5 separate regions of the Mus musculus genome follow, and all the other regions are linked to region 2. Evidence: chromatin contacts called from public promoter capture Hi-C data. All regions are on one chromosome and are shown on one strand. Each heading gives the region's core, a stretch centred on a gene start, on an enhancer-like site or on the middle of the called end of the contact. The rest is flanking DNA. Distances are from core to core; before and after follow the strand shown. Region 1 has its middle 100 kb from the start of Gm36569. Region 2 holds the start of Ctso (cathepsin O). Region 3 holds the start of Gria2 (glutamate receptor, ionotropic, AMPA2 (alpha 2)). Region 4 has its middle 230 kb from the start of Gm36569. Region 5 overlaps Gask1b (golgi associated kinase 1B).

Region 1 (2,700 bases), core at 32-2,531, 1.9 Mb after region 2:
TTCTCATTTGTAATAAGTTGGCAGTAATAGCTGCTGTCCATTAGGCTGAGTTAAATGTGTTAACACAGGCAAAGTTCTTAAGAAAGTGTCACATGTATTAATAGCAAGCCCTGGCCTTTAGTCACCCACTTCTCCCCAGCATGCCCAAAGATAGTGCCCACACTCTGGGCTACACCACTAGACTATAATTAGAGCAATGCTTCTCTGCCTTGGCTTTATATGGGAAACAATGGAAGGCCTTTTAAAATGCTCATGCCTAGGTCTGCTCCCATTCCTAATGTGTTTGATGACATTGATTAGGGGTTTCACCAGAGCAGAGAGCTTTACAAAGGCACCTGCTCTATCCCAAGGTACCTGAATAGAAGTTTACCTACCAGGCCAACTCTCAACCATCCTTCAGAGTCACTAATAAGCTTCAGAGTCAACTCTTTCCAGATTTACTATTTATTCCTTTTATGCTAGATGGAACCTAGAAAGGTAATATCTTTATAATCTCAAAGACATGAAGCCTGTGTTAAAGCCCCTGTGGTATATGTGCTGTTGAATCTGTCCCTGATGTTTCAGCATTATATTGCTGTGATATGATCATGCTGGTTAATTATGAATTCCAGACACACACTTTACAAGTGGTGACAGCAAATTTTCAAACCTTCTTAGCAGGAATTACTGCTTTGACTTAAGACCAAGGAATGCTGAATGCTGTCTGAATACCCATTTGTTTTACTGTGAGAATTCCTTCAGCATGATGTCGGGACTGACAAGATGAAAAATGGCTTTCTGATTCCTCTCCAGTCCTGGGCTTCTAGAAGCACTTAAATAGTTTGAAATGCCCCCTCTTTCCTGTAATTATACTAAGTCAGGGCTGAAAGGATTCCATCGGAGCTTGATCCTAGGGTTAAGATATCATACTTTATTTTCCTCTTCACAATGCACTAATGCTGTGAAAAATAAACATTACTAAGAAGTATTAAATGGGATTAACTGAAAATTTTGAATTTCTCATACTCCGTTATAAATTGTGTCCAAAAGTGAGGAAGAGAAGTAGATGTATGCTTCCTACAGGCCATTACACACCAGGGACACCAAAGGAACAGGGAATCCATGGATTGGGGGGGTCGGGGAGGTGCATTTCTAAGCACAGACCATATGAGGCCAGTTATTAAAGTTTTTTGTTCTTTTAATGCATTTTAAAATAATTCAAGAAATGTTCTGACAGACTCTGACTCATAATCAGGGGATCCGGCTAGAGGAACTTCTCAGCACGCAGAACTTTCCAAGGTATGCAGATGCCGTTGGAGCGCGTCAATGTATGCCGTCTGGAAACATCACGGGAAAGTCAGGTGGCAAACACATGTCAGCCCATTCAGAAAACACCAGCCTGGCCTCACCAGAAGCTTTACATCAAGAAGGAATGCAAGGTCATTAAGAAACAACAGATCCTCAATGAAATGCATAAACGATAGGGTAGGTCTACAAAAATAGCCTCTCTGAAACACTGTCTGCTTGCCCTTAATAGAGTGTTGCCTCTAAACTTCAGATGACATCCAACATCAGATTTTATTTTTAGCCCAGTTAAAACTGGATTTATTCACTCAACAAATATTCCTTGTCCCAAAAAGACTTTTTAGAGACTGTGTGTGTGAGTGCATGTATGTGTGTGTGTGAGTGTGTGCACTCATGTGCGCACCCACCAAACACACACAATAACCCTTAAATGGCAGAAGAAGGCATTTGTAATCCTGAAGATAGTTCCTGAGCCACCCAGTGTGTATGCTGGGAACCAAATTCAAGTTCTCTAGAAGAACAGCAAGCACTCTTTTTTTTTTATTATTTCCCTCATACAATATATCTTGATTATATTTTACCCTCCATCCACTTTCTCCCCACTTCCCCTGCCCCTCTGAATCCACTCCTTTTCTGTCTCTCATGAGAAAAGAACAGGACTTTAAGAAATAACAACCAAACATAACAAAATAAAATATAAGATAAAGCAAAAGCTTCTGTGTCAAAATAGGACACAGAAAACCAACAGGGTGAAATGAGTCCCAAGAGTAGGGAAAAGAATCGGAGACCCATTCATTATTGTAGTCAGGAGTCCCATAAAAATGGTAAGTTCATAGCTATAATATATATGCAGAGGACCTGGTGTAGACACATATAGGCCCTGTGCTTGCTGCTTCAGTCTCCGTGACCTCATATGCACCTTGTTTAGTTGATTCAGAGAGCTGTGATGTCTTGGTTTCCTCCATTCCCTCTGACTCTTACAACCTCTCCAACCCCTCAACTGTGTGATTCACTGAACACTGAAGGGAAGGATTTTGTGGACAGCTCCAATTCAGACTCTGTCTCTACATAACATCTGGCTGTGGATCTCTCCATCTGTCCCAGCTGCTGCCTGAGGAGGCCTGTCTGAGTGTGACTGGATAGGGTACTAAGTCTATAGCAAAATATCACTGGAACTAAGTCTATGAATATAGCAAAATATCACTAGGAATCATTTTATTGATTTTTTAAACCAGTCATGTTGGGGTTTACCCTATGTCTCCAGGCTATCTAGTCCCTGATTCATTGTTACCCAAGCAGTTTAGGTTTTGGGTTCCTTAGGATGGAGTGAGTCTTAAGTCAAATTAGACATTGATTGGCTACTCCCACCAGTTCCATGCCACATTGCCCTAACATGTTTTACAGGGAAGACAGATT
Region 2 (2,700 bases), core at 70-2,569:
TGATGATAGACTGTCCCTGAAAGTGTGAGCCAAAGTAGACCCTTTTTCACTTTCTTTAAGTTGCTTTTCTTGGCAACCTTGCTTTATTTCAGTAAGGAGAAAAAAAATTATACATTACATTGTTAGCTTTCAATACTCAAGATTAGAAAAAAAAAAACTAGTTGGCCAATAAACACCTTATCAACAACCTGTGACACTGACTACCTCACCCTATTGGAAATCAAGGACAGGTCTCAGTAACACACAGGCCAAGGACACTGAGAAATAGACTGGTAACAAGAAATGAGCTCAAAAGTAACAAAAAGGAGAACTAAAGCACAGCATTTTGATTTGAGTACAACACAAGGGTAGCTGAAGCCAAAGAAGGCCGGACTGAATGAATACTGGAACTTCTCAGGCCAAAGAGGACAAGGAGAACGGGGCAGAGCTATGGGGTTCTATGGAAATTTCAGAAAACATCAGTAAACACTAGTTAAATGGCCTAAGAGCAGCATTCCTGAATTCAGATAGACACTGAGTCGAACAGGTGAGTCCTCCTCTAATAAAATCGTGATGGCATTTTCTTTTTTCTTTTCTTTTTCTTTTTTTTTTTTTCAGATTTAAAAACCTTTCAGAGAGCATTAAGTATAGCAACTGAGGCCAACTGTGAATCTGCATTTCGGTCAGTTCCCCTGGTTACTGGGAAAATCTATCCGTGGTCAGCTAACTTGTCCATTTCAGAATTTTAAGGTTGGAGAGCAATTGAAGGATTATTATGAAAACTTTAAAAAAAGAAATCCGAATTTAAGGCAGTGAAATGTCTCCTGTTCTACATCAGTCTCCACCAAGTCAGAGAGAACTTGATGGTGGTAGACAGTTCCAGGACTGAGAAATCATTAACTTCCAGTTATAGGAGGAGAGAGCCAGTGCCCCCTGCAGGCGGCTTTCTATGCGACAGGTTTGGTGTGGGAAAGGCTTTAGGATTCAGGATACTTCTTCCCCTTAGCTTTGCTTTGGACATCTTTTGGTGCTTTGGGATATAGCACAGAAATCCTTGCCCTGGGGAATCAAACTTTTAGGAGGCAGTTCTACTGGGGAAATGCGCGCTTGGAGCTTGGGTCCCTCCCTAGGAGCCCCGGGGCAGTAGAGGGAGGGAGCTTGGTACCCGCAAGGCGGCGGCCTCCCGCTGGTGGCTCCAAGACCAGGTCCCGGCGACCCCGTGGCGGCCGAGACAGCAGCAACACAGTAGCAAGAGGTTCACCAACTGCGGCTTCATCCCGGTGCCCGAGGTCCACTGTGCCCGGCCCGCTTTCTCTTTCGGTTTCTTGGCTCCGCCCACTGCCTGTGTCCTGTGCACGCCCAGAAGCAGAAAGCTGCTGGGGTCCCAGCTGTTTTGTTTGTTTGGTGCTTCTTGGGATTATTATTGAGCTTTTGTGCTGTTATTGGGCATCTGGGATTTCCCTCTTACTTAATAAGAAAGAGAGCAAAACCTGACTTACACAACAGTATGAAGATACAAACTATTGTGTTTCCTGCTGTCTGAGATTCAGCCCTTCATTTTACTTCCTGCTGTTTAAATTGAATATGTGTTCACTGAGTGTGTGTAAATTGAACTCAGCAGGTTGTATGGGGACGTATAGTGTATGCGAATTTACACACTTCTCTCTATGGATGCGTATAAATACTTGACAAAATTGTTGCTGCACAGAACTGCACAATATCTTGTGGCCATTTCTCCACTTGTAGAAAGCTGCACCCGCTTCCGAAGTTTGTAATGAAATTTAGCTAAGTAATCCTAAACACTTCATTATATGCTGAGCACGTCCTGTGCTTTTCTTTGTTTCACTGTTAAGGTTGCTTTAATTTTTCTTATTATTTTATTATGTTGTTTTCTTCTTGCTTAGCTTACTTCATAATCCATCCACCTCACTTTCTATCCCCAGCTATAATTAACTGACGTAATTTTTAAAAATCTTGTTTCCTTTTACCATGGTGCCGGTATACAGAGTGTAAAAGGAAAAGGGGAACATGTTCAAACCAGTCAATATGTCTGCTCACTCACATCTCAGCTAAAGAGGTTTCCAGTACACTGCCTCAGAGCTCTCCTTTAAGGAGACTGAGTGATTTAAGATCTGAGACCAAATATCACAAATCGCTGGTTACCCTTGGGAGAAGACAGCCAGCTGCTTCTCAGAAGGGCCTATGTACACAAAATGCAAATTATTGTCTTAGAATGAGTCTTTACTCTGTGTTTCTTTTTTACCCCTTCTCTATTGTCCAAAAGCAGATCCTTTGTGGACAAACTGTAACCAGGTTCCCAGAAATCGGAATGTCCTGCATCTTTTGTTTCTTAGCTTCCAACCTGGCGTATATCTGAATAACCATAGTGTTTATTTTCTTGTTCCTTCACTCCCAGGCCTACCTACCCCGACTGCCCTACTTAAAACCCTAACCTTCTCCCCCTCTCCACCCTATTCTTCTAATACTGCCCCCATTGCCTCTGGTGTTCAGTCTGTAGCCTTTTGATCCATAGCACTTTTCTGTAATGCCAGCTTCGTGGGAGCGACAATTTCATTTCTTTAGTCTCTTATGCACCAACAACATATAGTGGGTATTCAATCAGTAAATGTTTGTTGATATAAACTTATTAAATTTAGTCCAAATAAACTTTCTTTTGATCACAGCAGTTATCCTGCATAAATGTTCTAACTCAAAGGATTG
Region 3 (2,700 bases), core at 47-2,546, 1.1 Mb after region 2:
CTCCTGGCTCCTGGCAACAGATCTCTGAAATGAGACCTCTTTCATTTCTCTGTTTAAAACAAAACACATACAATTTGGTAAAGAATTTCTGAGGCTGCAGAGAGACTTGCCACGCAGGTATATAGAGATGGCTTGGCATGAAGTGGAGTTTTGAACATAGATTTCACAGGCATATACAATCATCGCTATGCTTTACCAAGCCCCTTCTCACAAACTTTAATTTTTAATGTATTCGTTACAATCCAGATACCCAAGCAGGCTCGGTGTAATGAGGTAACCTACTTCCTTGAGGCAGTGATTATTTTTGAAACTTAAGGCCATAATGTAATGGGGTATCTGGTTTGTAACTAAGAGTGATACATCCATTCTAGACTACTACCCCCCCCCCCCCCCCCGCAGAAACCTACGGTTCTTTCAATCTCTATACAAAACGGACATCTAAGAGCCAAGTCTACATGACTCTACAGCAGGGGGGAGTCTGCACTGTAGTACAAGAGCAATCCACAGGCAATGTGGCTTGAACAATCGAACCACTATCCAAAGGGGCATACTCTAAAGATGGATTCCTACACGAAGTCTTTCAAAGGTTTGATCGAGTTACCCGGGTCTTGGCATCCTTTTATAGTTAAGGATAGAATTTTGGGTTTCCCTGAGATTATGCTTGCATTATAGGAAGCTAAAGTTCACGATTTTGGGAGTTGTCCCTTCAGGGAGTATTTTGTTTGCTTTTTATCTGGGTCAGCTGAGGCAGAAGGCAGTGTGTGGATACTGCTAAGTGGATTTTGAGACAATCAAATCATATTCGTTGTGCTCAATGTAAAACAGGGCCCTACGGAAGAAAGCTTCGCCGCCAACAGCAATTAGCAGTTCGGCTTCCTAGGCATAGCAACCGGAAATCAGTTTTGCAGCATTTGGATCTGGCTGGAACATCTCTGCAGCTACAGTAAACCCTGCAACCTCAGCCCATAGCAGGGACCAAAGCGCTGTCCGCGGTGCTAAAATCGAATGCGCAAGACTGGAGGTCTCTAAGAGGCACCAGGCTGCCCGGCTCTGAGCCGCGCTTTCTCGGCACCGCGCAGAAGCTGCCAGGGCTGTGCGGGGTGCGGGGCGCTGTGCGGGGGAGGGGTGGGTGCGCGAGCTCGCCGCCTGCCTCGAGTCGCGCACGCGCGCCCGGGACTGCCTGCCCCTCTCTGTGACTTTCCTGTGTGTGTGCGTGTGTGTGTGTGTATGTGTGTGTATGTGTGTGCGCGCGCGTGTGAGAGAGGAGAGAGGGAGAAGAGAGCTCGAGAGAGGGTGATTGTGTGAGTGCACGGGAGGGTGCTGATATTCCCAGACACCGGGACCACAGCAGCAGCTCAGCTAAAAACTGCATTCAGCCAGTCCTCGGACTTCAGGAGCAGGGACAGGACGCAGGCATCAACAGCCACCAGCTAAACCTGGGAGATAAGGATTCTTCTGCCTTCACTTCGTGGTTTTAGCAGCTCCTTGCTAAATTTCGACCTCAAAATGCAGAGGATCTAATTTGCTGAGGAAAACGGTCAAAGAAGGAAAAGGAGGAAAGGGAAACGAGGGGATATTTTGTGGATGCTCTACTTTTCTTGGAAATGCAAAAGATTATGCATATTTCTGTCCTCCTTTCTCCTGTTTTATGGGGACTGATTTTTGGTGTCTCTTCTAACAGCATACAGATAGGTAGGTACCTTTTGTGTTATGCCTTTGAATTGTGCATAATTTGGTGGTAATCTTTGTTCACAGTGTGCAAATTAATTCATGTCATGTAGACTTATGTCATACCTTGACTGCATTCCAGATTGAAACTACCTAGAATATACATGATTTTCTTAGGCTGAAGCAAAAAGAAATGACTATGCCTTTTGACACAATAGAGGGGAAAGGATCTGTTCATTTCTGACCGGGTACTGCGTTACTTCTGCCTTGAAGGCATCTCCTAGTGTGCTCAGATTTTCAGGGAAATGATCGCAAAGCTCAAGATTAAAAGGGAGAATCTTTTTGGTCTTTAGACTCTCCCCCTTGCCTTGGATCCGTTGAGCACCTTTTGGATCCTTGCTGCCCAACTCACTGATTACGTTTATTATAGCGGGTAGTGTGAATAAGAGACTCTGGGGCTGTTGGGTGCTAGCATCCCACTCTTATCTCTCCAGGGCTCTGACATCGTTCTCTTGCTTGCTGTTTATTTTTGCAGGGGGGCTATTTCCAAGGGGCGCTGATCAAGAATACAGTGCATTTCGGGTAGGGATGGTTCAGTTTTCCACTTCGGAGTTCAGACTGACACCCCATATCGACAATTTGGAGGTAGCCAACAGTTTCGCAGTCACCAATGCTTGTAAGTAATGAATATTCATATCTTTCCAGTGCTGCACAGGGACACAGGGAAAGCAAGCCTGTGAATGCCAGTGAAGGATGGTGTGCCTGTGTGTGTGTGTGTGTGTGTGTGTGTGTGTGTGTGTGTGTGTGTGTGTGTGTGTTGCTGGCTTGTCATGTGTGGGTGGGAGTGACTGAACACGCGCGTGCGTGTGAAGGTACAGCGAGAAGGTGGCTGTAATCTTTGGGACCCCCACTGACCGGCGGGCAGTGAAGTGGGGACAAAAGGCACTGAACAGTATGCGCAGTATGTGCACCCTAGAATCTGGGGTAGGGGTTGGACTTGGACTGTTCTTTCGAATTCAGGGGGTTCTTGCT
Region 4 (2,731 bases), core at 49-2,548, 1.8 Mb after region 2:
CCGTAAAACAGTTCTGCTATATAGAAATCTATAGGAACTGCTCTGTAATGTTACACCTGCAAGAAAGTTGCATTGTATTAGGAAAAGTGGGAGAGGTTAATTTTAACATTTTGTCTAAATTAATACTTCTAGATAGATTGTTATCACTTTAATAAAAGTTATTGGTGAGACATTTGGCATCCTATAATTCATCAAAATATCAAAAAGGTGTGATATTCATTTTACAATTATAGCACCTCTCAATTTGAGTGCTAAATTTTAACTGAAACCTCATTCTCCGTTCTTAATTTAATTTTCATAGTTAAAATCTTGATAGAGATTGTCAGCACATTCCAAATGTATATAAAAGTAACAAATTATTTTCATGTTTTTCCTATACTTCTGATGGTCCTAATAGTTTTGACTTCTCCAAATATCTAAATGGAGTACAAAGAAGTCGTCTCCCCCTTAGAATTAGCCTCTGAATGAACAAAATTGGGTCATATCATTTACAATAATCTGTTTCACCAAACTTAAACCACTTCAAATTATATATATATATATATATATATATATATATATATATATATATATAATGTGCAATATAAAATACATATGTTATAGTGTATGTATATAGTCAAGTCTTTTCAAGTGACTTATATAATCAAGAGTTAGCTCAGTATTATTAACATATAACTCAAAGGAGACTTGCATGACTTGAAAAGCAATCAGTCCCTAAAATACTATTAGGAAAAGGTTTCCTTCAAGGATTTCCAGTAGCTCTTGTAAAATTCCATAATGCTATCCCTCCCAGTGCAACCACTCTGCATGCTGATCCATCCTTAGAATGTGTGTAGCATGGTTACTATCGAATTATACTGCAGAAAGGTTTCTCTCTTAACTGGAATTTCATACTTGCTCAGTAAGCTTAAAAAATTATTTTTATTCCTTTGATGTTTAAATCATTTATATGTATGCGGTGTATGTTGGTAAAACTAATTAATTAATTAATTAAGCTCATGCTCATTTTGCCTTTGATTATTAGTCAAAAACATTAGTCAAACATTCCATTCGTTTAGGAAAAGCATGGATTAGATTAATAATATAGTAGCCCTCTATAAAAAGTTTCTATGTTTTTAACCAATAATAGTTAAGAACAATGTAAGACTGTGATGTTTATTGTCTTCTATTTCTTTAACCATTCAATATTCAGCGACTATTTTAACAGTTCTAAACGGTATGCAGGAATGTGTGCTGTGTGAGAACAGATGTGTGTAGATTTGAGTGCACATATGCGTATTTGTAGAGGACATAGGTCAATGGCAGATGTCTTCTTCAATTACCTGCCACTCTATTCTTTTAGCACATAGCAACTCACGGAATCTGGAGTTCTGCACTTGTCTAAACTGGCTGGACAGGAAGCCCTAGGACCCTCCTGTCTGCTCTTTGCATCACTAGCGTTACAGCATGCCCCTCCAAGCCCAGCTTCTTACATGAATACTGGGGATCTCAATCAGGTTCTAATGCTTGCACAAGAAACATTTTACCAACTGAATATCTCCTTAGCCTTTGAAGTTCATGTTTGATCCATGAATGAGATATTAAAATATTTCGCCCAAACTTAATACTTTAGGTCACAAATTAGTAACATGGATGTTTTTCGAGATAAGATGTGTCCTGGGCATGTATTGTCTCATACCTCAAATCAGATAGCCAATTGTAAGTGTATGAAAAATATGAAGAGATGATTCAGCTGTCAAGAACTCATGTCCTTGCAGAAGATTCAGGTTCAGCTCCAAGAAGCCATGCAGTAACTATTGTCTGTAACTCCAGATCTAGAGGACTCTCTTCTGGCCTCTTCAGGCACCACACGCATGTGGTGCATAAACATAAACACCAGCATAACACCCACAACACATAAAATAAATATATGCTCATGTATAGAATACCTGAGTCTTGAAATAAATGGGTACTTGCTGCCACATTCCTGCTCTAAATACAAGTTTTTCGAGAATTAAAAAATTTAGTTTATAAAAATACTTTTACCTTTTCTATATAGTTTTCCAACAGATTCGCCTCTCTGAATAAAAGATAGTTTGTATTCAAGTACATGGGCCATTTTAAAGCAAACCAGAGTTAAGCTCAGGCAAAAAAAAAAAAAATAGGATCTCACTATAAAGTTCTGGTTGGCCTAGAGGTTACTGTGTAGACCAGACTGACTTCACACTTGCAGAGGTTTTTCTGCCTCTCATTCCCAGGTGCCAAGATCACAAACATGAGCCACTACGCTCAAACACACTAATATTTTAAAAAATATTTTGTAAAACACTAGTGATGATTCCTACTAGCTCATCTCAGTGATTCTGACTTTTGAAAAAATATATTAGCAAAGTCACTGTGTATTTGTAAAAATACATTGTCCACTTAATTCTTTTGAACTATTGTTTTGACACAGCAAAGATCTTTTCAATTTGCTCTACCACAATAGCTTGCAAATGTTACTCACTATCAAATAATGTAACATGGCCTCTTCCCGCTCTTTCTTTCCTTTCTTTATTGCTTGAAAGCCATAGCACTAACTTCTTTCTTGGATTCTGTGTTTTCAGTTTCAATTTAAAATTGGGTTCACACCTACTGTTTTCAACCAGAAAACTTTTAAAGTTATAAAACCTAAATAGTTATTCCAAATTAATTACTAATTCTGGTCCATATGTCCCAATATCCAAGTGAGCACATGACTTTGTAGCAGTAG
Region 5 (2,700 bases), core at 33-2,532, 2.0 Mb after region 2:
CTGCATCCACTCTAGGTCCTACCAAATGTCTCCCAAATGATTTGGGTCATCTCTGAGTTTTGGGCCAATCTTGAGTACAACAGCTCTTCTTTGTCTCGCCTCCCGCAGCCCCTCCTTTGTAGTTTTCAAGATCCAGTCCCACAGGCTGTCTGCCAATAAGACTTCTGAGTACTCAAAAGCCCTCCTACCCAGTTTACAGGGCCAGCTGTCCTCTGGTGCCCTACCTTCCTACTATATTCATAACAGTCACTTGGGCTAATCATGAATCCAACATCCTGCCATGCCTATTAGTTCCATTGACATGCCAAATACTTTATTACAGACTTAGACATCTGTACTGTTCCTGCCATGTCCAATCCCCTGCTCTCATAAGAAAGCCTCTGCCATCTGATTATCCTACTCCTGACAGCCCTGCGCATGTCCAACCTCACCCACATGGTTTTCACAATGAAAGTTGAACCTGGCAGTGAAGGCAGACTGTGGAAAGAGCTGTGTAGGTGTTGTGGACTGCTCATAGATGTACTGTCTGCTCTTGGAATGCTATTTTTCTTCTTGGGAATCTCTATTCCCACACTTAGAGTTTCTTTGGAAATTAAATATATCTAACATAAGATGTGAGTCTTCACAAAACATTACTGTTTGTTAACAAACATGTGATCTTCCAAGATGTCACTGTATTAGAAAATGTACTCTTCATTTTGGATGTAACAGCTCCTTCCTGTAATCTGAGCCCTCTGAAAGCTGAAGCAGGAAGGGAACTGTAAGTTTGAGGTCAGCTTGAATGACAGTGTGTTTCAGAAAAGTCTGAGCTACACAGAGAATTTCAGAACACTCTAGAGAGTGAGATAGGCTTCCCACAATGAACACAAAACTTACTCTCGGATGCCTTCTAACAACTTAAAGTTTAAGTTATCTTCGCTTCTATCAAAGAAGCCCTTATTGTTTATGAAGACCAAATGCCTTGGGTCATTCTTTCTCTGGATAATGTGTGCTAACGTCACAGAAGTTTGGTCCTCACAGTTCGACCGCAGTCCATTCTGTATACAGGCATCTTCCTTTCGAGGTCGGAATCCGCAGCAATTTGTATCCAAGCGATTATAAATCTGAAAAAAATGGAAATGAGAACAAAATCCAAGATGCTGAGCAAAAGCTTGGGAAAGTCTGAACATTTCCAAAGAATTGGGAGCTTTCTGAACAGCTGACCTGCCAGAACCCATGCAGGCCAGGCTGCTTTAATGAAAAGCAGCTGCTAGAATAAGTCCGTAGTTCAAAGCCCTCTGACTCACACAGCGTCCTAAGCAGTTCCAGCTTCAGCTAACAGCAGATCGTCCAACTCAGGCGACCCCGCCCTTGATAGCCACAGTGCCCACAGAATCACATGCAAACATGTGGCCAGCAGAATCTCTGACTTCCTCAGGAAGGAGAAGACAGCATAGTATTTCTACAGACCCAGGGACTAGCTCTTGGTTTCTTTCTGGGATTGGGCCCTACAGATTCTTACTACTTTACTGGTTATAAAGTCTACTGTGCTGGACTGTAGTATTGCAGTAGCTAACCTGAAATAGAACTCTACAGAAGGTATGAGATCCAACAATGAAACATCACTAGATTCTGAATATGTGACAAAGTTATAAAGACTTTAGGGGTTTGTTATAGTGGGAAGAACTAGAAAAAAAAAGTTGCAAAGTTGACTAGAGTATTGCTTAATGTCACTTCTTTTGATCAAGAAAAAAGTTATATTGGATAATCAGAGTGAAGTAAACTTGAACTCAGGAATCTAGTCACCTAAACTCAAACCTCTGGTCTTACACCTGATAGCTACGCAACCTAGTATAGATTCCTTCATGTCACTGACTCTGTTCAGTCACCTGCATGCTATGACTTATTTATGTTGTGCAGTTAGTAGAAAGATTAATGAAATACTGTACACAGCCCTAACAGGCAGGGCTGTCCAAGATTATGATGCTGAAGCATGACATTGTTATTTGCAAACATGTTGGACCACAGTCACAGCTATCCTAAAATGTATGTGGCCCTGTGCCACAGGTTAGACACACTTAATAGGGCATACAGTCTTTACTTTAGATCTAAATGCTTCCCCCAAAGGCCCATAGAGCAGAAATTTAGTTCCCAGACTTACACTGTTGAAGTGGTAGAAACCTTGAAAGATGAGACTCAGTAGGTGGTCTTAAGTGATCCATTTAGGCCACAGAAAGGGATGAAGACCCTCATTGCTCTTCTTTGATTCTTAGCTTACTCTTCCCTGTACCACTGCCTTTCCAGAAGTCCAAACTCTATGAGGGCAGCCAGCTAGGGACTAAAGTCTGCAAAACGGTGAGCCAAGCTTAAACTGGCTAGAGGTCAGTTTTCATAGACACCATCATATGTTCATGTTCAACTAGATTAACACTCATGAAGAAATGAAACATTTTTTGACTATACTAGAATAAACATTTAGATTTTAACTCTTAAGGATGAACTTATTTTTTTTATTTCTTTTTGTTGTTGTTGTTTTTTTTTTTTTTTTTTGGTTTGTTGTTGTTGCTGCTGCTGCTTCAGGCAGTATTACTCTGTGTAGCCCTTGCTACCCTGAAACTTGCTCTGTAGACCAAGCTGGACTTAAACTCAGAGATCTACCTACTTCTGTCCCTCTTAAAGATTCCAATACCTATCTCCCAGCAGTGCCACGAGCCTTTAACA

What was found. Promoter capture Hi-C pulls out the DNA fragments that hold promoters and counts their contacts.
Region 1: a contact with region 2 is called in a promoter capture Hi-C map of second pharyngeal arch cranial neural crest. The contact joins the enhancer-like site here to the promoter of Ctso in region 2. A contact is called at or near these places in 8 of 39 promoter capture datasets (the 3T3-L1 cell line, cranial neural crest, embryonic stem cells and 4 more), 1 of 115 datasets of contacts at active chromatin or transcription factors (astrocytes) and 2 of 9 other capture datasets (embryonic tail and embryonic trunk).
Region 3: a contact with region 2 is called in a promoter capture Hi-C map of neural stem cells. The contact joins the promoter of Gria2 here to the promoter of Ctso in region 2. A contact is called at or near these places in 22 of 39 promoter capture datasets (the 3T3-L1 cell line, 3T3-L1-derived adipocytes, the C10 cell line and 15 more), 2 of 15 datasets of contacts at CTCF or cohesin (large pre-B cells and pro-B cells), 45 of 484 Hi-C or Micro-C datasets (the 3T3-L1 cell line, 3T3-L1-derived adipocytes, B cells and 28 more), 15 of 115 datasets of contacts at active chromatin or transcription factors (SST interneurons, VIP interneurons, astrocytes and 11 more) and 2 of 9 other capture datasets (adipose tissue and embryonic stem cells).
Region 4: a promoter capture Hi-C map of second pharyngeal arch cranial neural crest shows a contact between it and region 2. The contact joins the enhancer-like site here to the promoter of Ctso in region 2. A contact is called at or near these places in 10 of 39 promoter capture datasets (the 3T3-L1 cell line, 3T3-L1-derived adipocytes, cranial neural crest and 6 more) and 1 of 9 other capture datasets (liver).
Region 5: a contact with region 2 is called in a promoter capture Hi-C map of second pharyngeal arch cranial neural crest. The contact joins the enhancer-like site here to the promoter of Ctso in region 2. A contact is called at or near these places in 8 of 39 promoter capture datasets (cranial neural crest, frontonasal cranial neural crest, hippocampal neurons and 5 more) and 1 of 115 datasets of contacts at active chromatin or transcription factors (astrocytes).

The regions. Positions count from the first base shown.
Region 1 is chr3:79,988,137-79,990,836 of GRCm38.p6, reverse strand. No RefSeq gene overlaps it. Among named protein-coding and RNA genes, the nearest start is that of Gm36569, 100 kb to the right of the region's middle. RefSeq lists an enhancer at 1-1,512. Within about 2 kb of position 1,281, at least 52 of the 459 cell types and tissues checked have an H3K27ac peak or open chromatin away from gene starts, as enhancers often do. A contact at or near this core is called in astrocytes and second pharyngeal arch cranial neural crest, where this site is marked.
Region 2 is chr3:81,931,220-81,933,919 of GRCm38.p6, reverse strand. Ctso (cathepsin O) reads right to left here and starts at 1,319. Exons shown (of 8, transcript NM_177662.3): 1 at 1,145-1,319. The coding sequence starts at 1,255.
Region 3 is chr3:80,801,289-80,803,988 of GRCm38.p6, reverse strand. It overlaps Gria2 (glutamate receptor, ionotropic, AMPA2 (alpha 2)), which reads left to right and starts at 1,296. Exons shown (of 16, transcript NM_013540.4): 1 at 1,296-1,692; 2 at 2,204-2,344. The coding sequence starts at 1,605.
Region 4 is chr3:80,114,543-80,117,273 of GRCm38.p6, reverse strand. No RefSeq gene overlaps it. Among named protein-coding and RNA genes, the nearest start is that of Gm36569, 230 kb to the right of the region's middle. Within about 2 kb of position 1,298, at least 1 of the 459 cell types and tissues checked has an H3K27ac peak or open chromatin away from gene starts, as enhancers often do. A contact at or near this core is called in second pharyngeal arch cranial neural crest, where this site is marked.
Region 5 is chr3:79,934,998-79,937,697 of GRCm38.p6, reverse strand. It overlaps Gask1b (golgi associated kinase 1B), which reads right to left. Exons shown (of 4, transcript NM_133187.3): 3 at 877-1,103. Among named protein-coding and RNA genes, the nearest start is that of Gm36569, 50 kb to the right of the region's middle. Within about 2 kb of position 1,282, at least 112 of the 459 cell types and tissues checked have an H3K27ac peak or open chromatin away from gene starts, as enhancers often do. A contact at or near this core is called in second pharyngeal arch cranial neural crest, where this site is marked.